2 separate regions of the Anas platyrhynchos genome follow, and region 2 is linked to region 1. A link is a contact called in public Hi-C data. All regions are on one chromosome and are shown on one strand. The core of a region is the stretch at or near the end of the contact, and the rest is flanking DNA. Distances in the headings are between cores, read along the strand shown. Region 1 overlaps RASSF3 (Ras association domain family member 3). Region 2 has its middle 24 kb from the start of GNS.

Region 1 (5,196 bases), core at 1,810-4,309:
AGCATTTTTACATGAAGCAAGGCATAATAATTTCACTTTCTGCTTTTCTACTACCACTTTTCTTCTTTCCTCTGCCAATGTCTAACAATAGCACTTGGAAGATGTCTTTCTTTCTTTCTTTCTTTCTTTCTTTCTTTCTTTCTTTCTTTCTTTCTTTCTTTCTTTCTTTCTTTCTTTCTTTCTTTCTTTCTTTCTTTCTTTCTTTCTTTCTTTCTTTCTTTCTTTCTTTCTTTCTTTCTTCCTTCCTTCCTTCCTTCCTTCCTTCCTTCCTTCCTTCCTTCCTTCCTTCCTTCCTTTCTTCCTTTCTTCCTTTCTTCCTTTCTTCCTTTCTTCCTTTCTTCCTTTCTTCCTTTCTTCCTTTCTCTCTCTCTCTCTCTCTCTCTCTCTCTCTCTCTTTCTCTCTTTCTCTCTTCCTTCCTTCCTTCCTTCCTTCCTTCCTTCCTTCCTTCCTTCCTTCCTTCCTTCCTTCCTTCCTTCCTTCCTTCCTTCCTTTCTTCCTTCCTTCCTTCCTTCCTTCCTTCCATGGGAGCTTGTTGAAGACAACAGGAAGAAAAAAGGATGACCAACTGCATGCATTAAACTCCACGCCTCCCTGAGATACATGCTTCAAGGTCCATTATCAGGCTCAGAATAGTGACTCATAACATCTGAAATAAAAGCTGTGGATTGGCCATTTATGTGGAGTAACAGTAATAAATTATTAGTGTGGAACTTCCTCTTTTAAAGAGATAACGTAACATTACAGCCTGATATATCAACACAGACTGCGCTGGGAGGCAGCATGCAGAACACACCCAGAGCAGAGCTGTGCTCAGTGTTGGAGGTGACCACTGCAAAACACTCGTTTTGCTGAACAAGCACAAACATTTTTTGCACTAAGCTTCACTTAGTCTGATGGGCTTGATTCAACTTTTCCCCTATTTCTCTCTGTGCCAGTTATACAAAGAAGAGTGAGTTAAATACCTCTGATCTGGTTGTGGGCTTGCAGCCCCTTGGCAGCACAGGTAGCTAGACGTAAGCCATGCTTTTCATTCCAGTTCTTGTTTTTTGGTCAAGTTTCTTCCAAAGAAAAGGAAAACCAAAAGAGTATGCTAATTTGAAAGTTAATTTTATGCCAGTTGGTTTTGGTGTTCATCAATAGAGGGCACTAGAGTAAATGGTTTCAAAAACAGTTACATTTTTGTTGAATCTTGCATAGAGAATAGAGAGATGAGAGTGTGTATTTATTTATTTATTTATTTATTTATTTATTTATTTATTTATTGTTGTGGAAGGTTTTTTTCTCCCCATTATCTTAGATCTTTAATGTTAGGAAGAGACTAGCAATCGCAGCAAGTGGAAATCACCAAACACCAGCATGACACATAGTGGAACTGCATGAATACTTTGAACCCTTTTTTTGCCTTTTTAAACAGTAATTCTTCAACTATTTTCCATCACTTTTTCAGCTCAGAGATGCATGCAGCCACGTGTTCCTGGGCCAGGTGCTCACTGAAGGTAAATTACTGCGATTTTCAGCGTGTGCTCTGAGAGAGCCACAGGAGGAAACCCAGCTGCTCGGGGCTGGTGTGCCTCGCCAGCCCCTGTATTCAGCAGGGAACTTCAGCAAGGGCTTTGGGCTGCTGGGTTTTATGAGCTTCATACGCAAGTTCTGGCTCTTCAGGGCCATGGCATCTTCACTGCCATTTTACCTCACAAACCTGTGCACGATAGGTGCACCTTCTGCTGCGGCATGCATCAAAAGCACTCTCTGAAGTCCATCAGGAAAGGCTAGACAAGGTGATATATCGAGATGCCTGCTGAGTTTTGTCCATGATCCCTTGTTTGAAGTTACTGTGTGGAAGAATTTGGCCTCCCCACCCCTAGCTGCTTTGGCAGTCAGAAATGTCAGTCCTGTCTGCCAGCAAGTGGTTATCTCTGGGATCTGTTAGTGTCAGTAGGAGCTCATCACATTCCCTTCTCATCTGCTGCAAAGCATGGATAAAATTGGCTGTGAAGCCAATAATGAAGTCTTTCCATTAATTAACGGGTTGAGGCTTCACCACGTCTCACAGTTTTCGTGTGCAGAGCTTTGGAAAACAATAGGCATCACCATGCAACAGGGAGTTGAAAAAAGCTACTGAATGTTAAGGTGTTTTTTGGCAGTATAACACAGTCCCTAGAAGGGGGCCTCAGAAAACAAGCCAGCCAGGTACATGGGGAGGATCAAGTTATGGGGTTGAAATGCCCCATTCTCAATTTCCTTGTTTCATGCTTGGTCCTCAAAGCTCACAGCAGAAGGAGTGTTATCTGCCCAAGGAGCTTGTTGCAAAAAGCTATTGCAAATTTCTGTTTTGACCCTTACCTTGATTGAAGGAAGTGAACATAATTCAGTCTTGTTTACAAACTTTTTTTATTTTATTTTATTTTATTTTATTTTATTTTATTTTATTTTATTTTATTTTATTTTATTTTATTTTATTATTTTTTTATTTATTTTTCTGGGTGGTCTGGCAAGCATGGGATGTTCTGTTGCTGCAGGAGTGCACAAAGACCATTATCAACCCAAAGCAGGCACAGGAGTCCCCAGGAGCACAAGCCTTTTTATAGGCTGATAATATGGGATCCCACCTTTGTGAAAGAGTCTGCAGTGACAAGTCCCAGCTGGAGCCTGCTGGCACGCACTAGAAGGAGGGAGAGAACATGAGACTGAGCTTGCCACGTTGATAAAAATAGGAATGTTTTTTGCATGCAGATTAAATTGACTTAATTCTTTGATAGCTCTAGAGTAAATCAATGGGATTTATATTCCTACATCGCTCACAGCCAGGTGCTCAAAGACATTTGAGCATCAAAGAGCCACTGTAGAATTTAGTAGCTCAAGATAGGTATTAACCCTACCGCACGCACACTTTTTACATGTATGAGGAATGTGCAATCCTCTCTCAATGGTCAGGGACTTTCTCTGTGACTGCTGCCAGCACACTCACCTGGCGAACAGTGGCCACTCCAAGATGCTTCATCCAGGCAAACTCCTCCATCCCAGTTCCTAAAGGGGCAGCTAGATGGCAATGTCTCCTGCCATTCCCTGGATGAGCTGCCCTGGCATGTCAGTCCTGGCTTCCCACCTGCCTGCCCCCTCCTAAAGGGGTGCCCATACCCACACAGTTTATCTGGACTGGTGTTGGAAATCTTAAATCTGAATCTTAAGCTGGTGAGTAATACAGCATTTGTGTGTGTGTGCAGCAGCCAAACCCCAGCTTGGTAAAACACACTTCATGGACAAAAAGATGGTGAGCATTTGGGCTGGGTTCTGCACCATTCTGTCAGTTAAAGCACCCGTCCTCTGCTGAGGTCCAAATATATGCAAATACACGATCTAGCAGGTCTGGGCCATGAGCAGGCTGCTAATTGTACCTCAGTCGCCATGAGAAGCTGCAAATAGAGCCGGTTGCAGGAGTTTATCCTGTTCCCAGGGCAGGTTTCCTCACCCCAATGGGGCTGTGATGGTTACAGATGGGGTGGCTGGCCTGACAGAGTCAGTTCTATCTGGTGCCTATGTAAATGCTTGGGTTTGCACAATGCTAGGATGTGGGGTGAAACACATTTGCAGCCACAAAGAAATGACAGCTGCTGGTATGGGGATCTTTGCAAAATTCATGTAAATGTGTGTCAAGCATTTCTTGTGAGTCAAAATCACAAGAACCTCCAGAGGTGCCTGTTTGGGCTTGGTGAGAGGGCAGGATGGGAACCAAACTTAAAGTACCTCTTAATAATTTCCTGTTAATATGATTCTCTGCTTAGGATCCAAAGAAATTATGTATATATATATATATATATATATATTTATTTTTTTTTTCCCTAAGAAATAAGGTTCTATTTCTAAGAAATAAGATCAATTTCTTGGTCCAAAGTAAGAAAGATGTAAATCAAAGAACAGTCTCAGATATGAATTTGAAGGAATACCTTTATTTTCAAATATCCATTAAACATTAGAAGCATCTTCTGTGTAGAATATAGATGTATCTTTTTTTTTTTTTCTTGTCATAGAAACCAATTAAACTGAGCATATTTTAAAGTGTCATGCCTGCATTTGATTTATACTGTAATATAAAACTTGTTCCTTGTAACCAGTACATCCTGTTTCATCCAGGATGATATTGGTACAGTCAGTAACTTGTCTCATTTTAGTTTTTGAGCGTGACTTTATCTGCTCAAGATGACTGTTCATTAAGTCAGCATTCATCATAAAGAGTTGTGTATTAGAGAATGAACTTTCATGGGCTAGTATTGACAAAGCTGCAATTCTTTAAAGTTACAGAGAGATCACTGCTTAACTCTCCTTGTTAAATCACTTATTTGCAATCACATTCCTTTGATTTTTAGCTTCAGTTTTAGGGTCTTACAACAAATAGCATTTTATAGACTATTATTTATCAGACATATTATTTAACTAGTAAAATGTGTGAATATATTAGATGCATTGATAGATGAGTGTTTGAGGAGCTTTTGTTTGTTTTTTACTGATGGAAGATTGTAATCCAAATGGTATTTGCCAGCTGTGTGAAAGAAAAAAAAAAAAAGGATTTTAGCAAAACTGAAGAAAAATGCATTTATATAAATGATTGAAATTCTAAATCTTGAAGCCTAGCTTTAGCACCAGCACTTTGAAAGCCTTTTTCCTGTGTTGTTTATATTCATGCTCGCTTTCTAATACCGTCAAGTGGGCTGCAACAGCTGTAGGAAGCAGGAATTGAATGAGAGAGAATGTCTGCTTTCCAGCAGCAGTGTTCATCTGCTTGAAGGAGGAGGCACATCTGGCTACATCTTCTGGTCTTAGTCAGCCCTCCTGGGCCACTCCAGTAACAAGATGGTTTCGCTGGCTTTCTAGAGGTTCTTGTAGTAGCAGGCTTCTTGGAGCATTGACCTAGGAGGCCAGTCAAGTCTGCTTCATGATCTTTCTGTGCCCAGGAATATGGCAGAGGATCCTCTCTGCGGGATGTGTGTATCCCACACAGGGCCTCATGGCCAGTAGCCACAGCCATGTACCTGTTGGAAGCGGAGTCTGCAGAGAAACAGTAGATTAGAAGAATTTACATGGCAAAGTGGTGCTTGTAGATGTGGGTGGATACAACTTGACGTGAATTTGGGAGATGGGGCTTTTGTGTACTGCAGTCTGAGTTGAGCCTTGCCTAGCTCCAGGACTGGGAAATGTGC
Region 2 (5,196 bases), core at 1,248-3,747, 88 kb after region 1:
AAATCTTACAGTATAGCCAAGATTGTAGTGATATCGCCAGATTTAGGTAAATGCTGCTTTCCTTATGAACAAGATAGGATGCTATGGGTAACTGGGTAACTAGAGTGTTCTGTTTTGCCTTGAGTTTGCTATAAGTACCCATGAGACAAATCTAGTGCAAAGCTCACTTGCAGTAGCTATATAAACCTAAATATAACATCATAGCCTAGCGTGTAGCATGATAGAAAATAGCAGTACCAGGCTAGGATTTCTCTCCTTAAATACAGAATCTGGTATGTGATCAGAGATATCAGCTGTTTCCAACATGCCCAGGGAGGCATTAGTGCACCAGTAGATTTGATGACAGAGAAGTTCAGGCTTTTTTTTTTTTTTTTTTTTCCCCAGGCAAAATTATTGTATTGAACAGTGGCTCTCTCCATTGGGATAAACAGGTGCTTTCTGTATGCCAGTAATCCTAGACAATTCTTCAATTCTTTTAATCTAGCTCTGACAGCCGATACCTTGAGAATCTCTCCTCTCTGCTCATAACATTTTTCTGTATCTGTGAGCGAGCAGATGCCAGACATTTTTGCATCTGTTTATATCCTTTGGTATACGTGCTCATTGGACAAAGTTAGAGCTGGTGTTTTTTACTAATGTTGGGACAGGAAGGTAGCATAACTCTTATGGAGTATCTTTTAATGCCTGCTGCCAAGTAACAATGCACATTTTTAAACATGAACAAGGCTTGGCTGAAAAAGCAGGTCACATTTAAAGAAAATAATGTCTACCTCAGTTCAGCCTGTGTGAATTAAGGAGAAATCAGAGGAATGTTCCCACTGCTATTTCACAGCCCGGGCTCACCAGAAAGGAGCAGGATGCACCTGCGCTGTTTTTGGAAGGAGTGGCCTCATCCCTGCTGGTGTTTCTCCTTTGATACTCCACAGTAGTCGGGTATCAAACAGAAGTTTTTGGAGTTACAATACAACATCGTAAGATCTGCAGACTTTCTGCAATGTTTTTGCCTTGTTAATTTATAGACATTACAAGCAGAGGACAAAGCAGCTGCTAAGCAGTCGAAAGAGTGCCCAGTCCTTTAGTGCAAACTCACATGTTTTGGTATTTTTATGGTAGTTAAAAGGGGAAAAAGAAACAAAAAAAAAAAAAAAAAGAAAAAAAAGAAAAACATCACAATTTATTTTATTTATTTATTTGTTTGTTTGTTTATTTTCCTTAAGATTTTAATGTCCTAGGAGAAGGGTTATTTTCTTGTCTCAAATCAGTTGTTATGATGATTTTCTTTTATCTCCTGCCTATTCTGGCCAGCTGATAATGTTGCAGGATCCAAGGAGAAAAACAGTGATTGTGGGAGCTTTGCTAATGTTTTCACTGAATTTAATCGATAGCAGAAGAACATCTCTGTGGATGTGCAGTTCTGTCCTTGATGCCTTAGGTCACTGCTAACGCAGAAAAGTCTGAAGATAAGTTTTACATGTACCGTGTTTATTTAAAACAAACATGTGAGCAACTCGCATTTGTGCTAATCTCCAATTTGTTATTGCTCTTTCTGCTTTGTTCAAATATAAAAATATATAAAAAGTAAGACGTATGTTTTATTTGCCTCAGTCCCTTTCAAAAATTTAAAGAATTCTCAAAGATTTCTCATTTTTATTTATTTTTTTAATCTTTTGAAAATGATTGGCTGTGTGGAAGTTAAAAGGCCCAAAATGAGACCAAAAAGATTGATCCATTCAGAATGAGACCAGGGCTCAGCTGTTAACTTCTGGCAGCTGCCAGACGGTCGGTCAGCTTGTGTTACTGATGTGCTGCTGTCCCCTGCTCAACAAAGGGCCACGATGGGGGAAAATACGTGACGTGGGGCAGAGGGCATTGGGTCAGAAAAGTGCAGGGTGTCAAGTTTCACTAACTTCATTGCTCTCAGGGGAAAAAAAAAATGAAAAATCATTCACTACAAAAACAGTAAGCACCATGTGCCTGGCTTCTGTATTTCTAGCTGAGGACTGCTCTCATAGGATCTGGGGAACTGGGTCCCGCAGCTGAGGCAAAGCAGTTGGCTAAATCTTTCCTAAAAGCAGTTTTCTCCAATCTATTTCTTGGGGATATAAATGAAGCAGCAGGTAATCCTTATTGTTTTACTGAGTCAGTAATCCTACCAGGTCCTCAGCCACCTTTAAAGTTGTTTGGAAATGGAGTAGTGCTGAATATTGCTGAAGGTTGGAAGCAAATTGTTTCCTATGGAACTGAAGGAACAGACATGACTGCACAGACACTATAGTGTCACTTCCATTGCAAGTCACTTTAAGAGACTATTTAGGGATGCTTTTCAGGATCTGATTTATTCAAGGTGAATAGTTTATAGTGCTTTTCAGCCTTTGCATTTCAGGATCTGTGATTGCTCAATCTCCTGGTTTTACACGTCTTCCTACGTGTGTGTCAGGACCTCCAGACCATGAACCAACATGTGGCTGGCCCCATGGAGCCTGAATGGATTGGGATGGTAACATGATTGTGGTGGATCCTTAATTTGGCCTGTACAAAGTCAGTCCAGGGACAGGAGACAAAACACTCCTGTTATCAAGGAAAAAAAGTGATGCAACAGTCAACAGGAAATAGATTGAGCTTGGCTTTGGTTTGCATGATTATATTTATACATAATAGATATATTATCCTGTCCATTTTTGTGCCGGCAGCACCACGTGCCATGTCGCAGGGCAGACGAGTACCTTAACACGGCCTGGCGAGACCCTGCGGCCTTGGGCTGAAGTGAGCTCAGGGTGTGACTGCCCAAAGAAACTGTTGTGTCTGGATCCTTACAACGTGGTGCTCTCTGTGTGGTATCGTCCTACCAGCGTGCTCTTGTGCTGCAGTAAGAGCATGGCAGCAAACTGCCGGTGTGCCTGAAGGCATCTTTGCTGTTTAGTCATGCCCTTTGAATAAGAGTTTATCTGGAACGGACTGGCTGTAAAGCTGAAATTCAGTGAAGTCCCAGGCATAAAGTGCACACTGAGTCTTCTTTACTTACAGAGAGTTCTGGATAAAATTAAGCAAGAAAAGTCACGTGAAGGGAAATAAATTTAATAAGGGATGGGACTCAACATCCAGGTTACAAAAGGGGGGGGGTGGGGGGGGAAAGGACTAGCTGAAACCACGTATGGATATCTTGCTGCTTCTTAAAGCACTCAGACTTACATGTATGTTTGGGAGTGCCTCATGGCCACCTCATCCGCCATTTTGTCTCTCAGCCTGACAGGCGGGTGCTGGTACACAAAAGCCATTTCTTCCTCACGAGGCTTGTGTTTACGTAATTCAAAGCTGCCTGATCAAAAGTAAAACATCAGCTGGTTTCTTGCTTAACCAAACACTCGTGAGTGCTTCCCAGTTTGATTTGAAGAGGCTGTACTTGTTCACAGGCCTCAGCGCCCTGCTGGAGCAGGAGCTGCAGAACGATGGGTGTGGAGCTGAGGGCCTGGAGCCCCCGTGTTCCTCTGTCTGTGAGGGTGCTGTAGCTCACTGCTGTATGCTATGTACTCCTCCAGGTGCCCTGAGTTTACTGTTTTTACAAGGATGCCATCTCTGAGTCTGCTTTTAACTGATTTAGGTGAACACAACTTCCGAATAGTTCCTGTTCTAATTGAAACCTGGTGTTTTTGATAACCTCTTCTTTCAGAAAATATACAATGGAGGTAATAGAAAGAAACCATCTCGTCTTGGGCTACTAGCGATCCTCTAACAGGAACAGCAAGAACGGTGCTCGGTGGCTTGTACATCACAAATGGGATTGCACTGTTTCCTGTGAAGACTACATATTAATAGCAGAAAACAGCATATGTGGAATCATACAGCATGTTAAACTTTATTCTCCTCCTGGATACAAAGTACTATGTTAGTTTATACTATACATTTGTAATCAATTTGAAGATGTGTCTTATTTGTATTTCTCTATTTTCTTTCCTAAAATGTAAATGGAAGGTGTGCAGTTAACAGGGCTCCTGCTGGAAACTCAGACTAAAATACTTTTAGTTAAGTCTAGGTAGGGATGAACAGTTCTGTCTACTGCCAAAGATTTTTATACCTATTTACTTATTTCAGAAGTAATTTTGATGCTGTATAGCATTAACTATGTGTCACCTGAAGTCACATTTTTTTTAAAGCATGAAAAGTATGAAAGAACTTGCTATTTTTTTCATTTTGAAATGCAAGAGACATTGCTTGAACTTTATTGTTCAGCATGCCAGTATCCCAACACAAACTAACTTCAGTTTTTGTGGAATACTTGAGGATTGGTTAATTTTTTATATATTGAAACATAACAGCAGTTTTGCAGTAACACTGAGAACTCATTTCTAAAGCAGAAAAATCAGCACTAACAAAAATAGCCCACATTCACAAGCACTCATCCCTTTGTTTATAGAGACATATTTTCAACGCAGGTGAAGGACCCTTTACACAAAATAAGGGGAGTTTGCTATAGGAATCTAAATCTGCAAAGTCCTTCTTGCCAAGCAAGAGTCACACACCCTGTTGTGACTAAACATGTTACTTTTTTTTTTTTTTTTTCTAGGAGCCCTGCTACCTATTCCCCAGAACTTGTACAGGAAAAACTGAGGTTGGTGATGCAGTTGTATTCCATCAAGTACCTCTTAGTCCTCTTGTTTTTGGTGTGTGTTTGTTTTGTTTCTAAGAAAAAGAGTTTCTTTTGGCAGCTCGACTAGGTTCAAGTACCATCCACACCTTGAGCAACCTGGCACCAACTCTATTTTAAGATTAACGAGCTATTACAGGACCGACAACTTTAGACAGTCCAGTGGATATCATCATATGATTAAATGACAGCTTAATCTGAAGAGAATAACATCTAAAAACTGTGTATTAGCATTACCATCCTTTTTTTCCTTGAATGTGAATCCTTTATCATTCTTCATTTTTCTTCATACACGACTTGCTCTTAGAAAGCAATGACAAAAGGAGGCAGTGTGGAAAGCTTCCATGACCCATGTGGAAAGTCACTTGGGCTATCAGTTACATCTTTAAGCACAGTGGGAAGATGCACCTAGGTAATAGAGATGCATTTTCTTGTAGTGCTACAGTAAACTTTCTAGTTTTCATAACCTGAATCAAAAAAAGTCCTTCAAGTAGCTGTTTTCAGCTAACATTAATGAAACACTGCTACGTCACTGAAGCAGAAATTAAGGTAAG

The links. A called contact is a pair of places that touch in the nucleus more often than the background predicts.
Region 2: a contact with region 1 is called in a Hi-C map of liver, with 4 times the contacts expected there. The contact joins two enhancer-like sites. A contact is called at or near these places in 3 of 8 Hi-C or Micro-C datasets (liver, skeletal muscle and subcutaneous adipose tissue).

What each region holds. Positions count from the first base shown.
Region 1 is chr1:35,784,397-35,789,592 of IASCAAS_PekinDuck_T2T, forward strand. The region is part of intron 1 of RASSF3 (Ras association domain family member 3); the gene reads left to right. Among named protein-coding and RNA genes, the nearest start is that of RASSF3, 10 kb to the left of the region's middle. Within about 2 kb of position 3,060, at least 1 of the 8 cell types and tissues checked has an H3K27ac peak or open chromatin away from gene starts, as enhancers often do.
Region 2 is chr1:35,872,949-35,878,144 of IASCAAS_PekinDuck_T2T, forward strand. No RefSeq gene overlaps it. Among named protein-coding and RNA genes, the nearest start is that of GNS, 24 kb to the right of the region's middle. Within about 2 kb of position 2,498, at least 4 of the 8 cell types and tissues checked have an H3K27ac peak or open chromatin away from gene starts, as enhancers often do.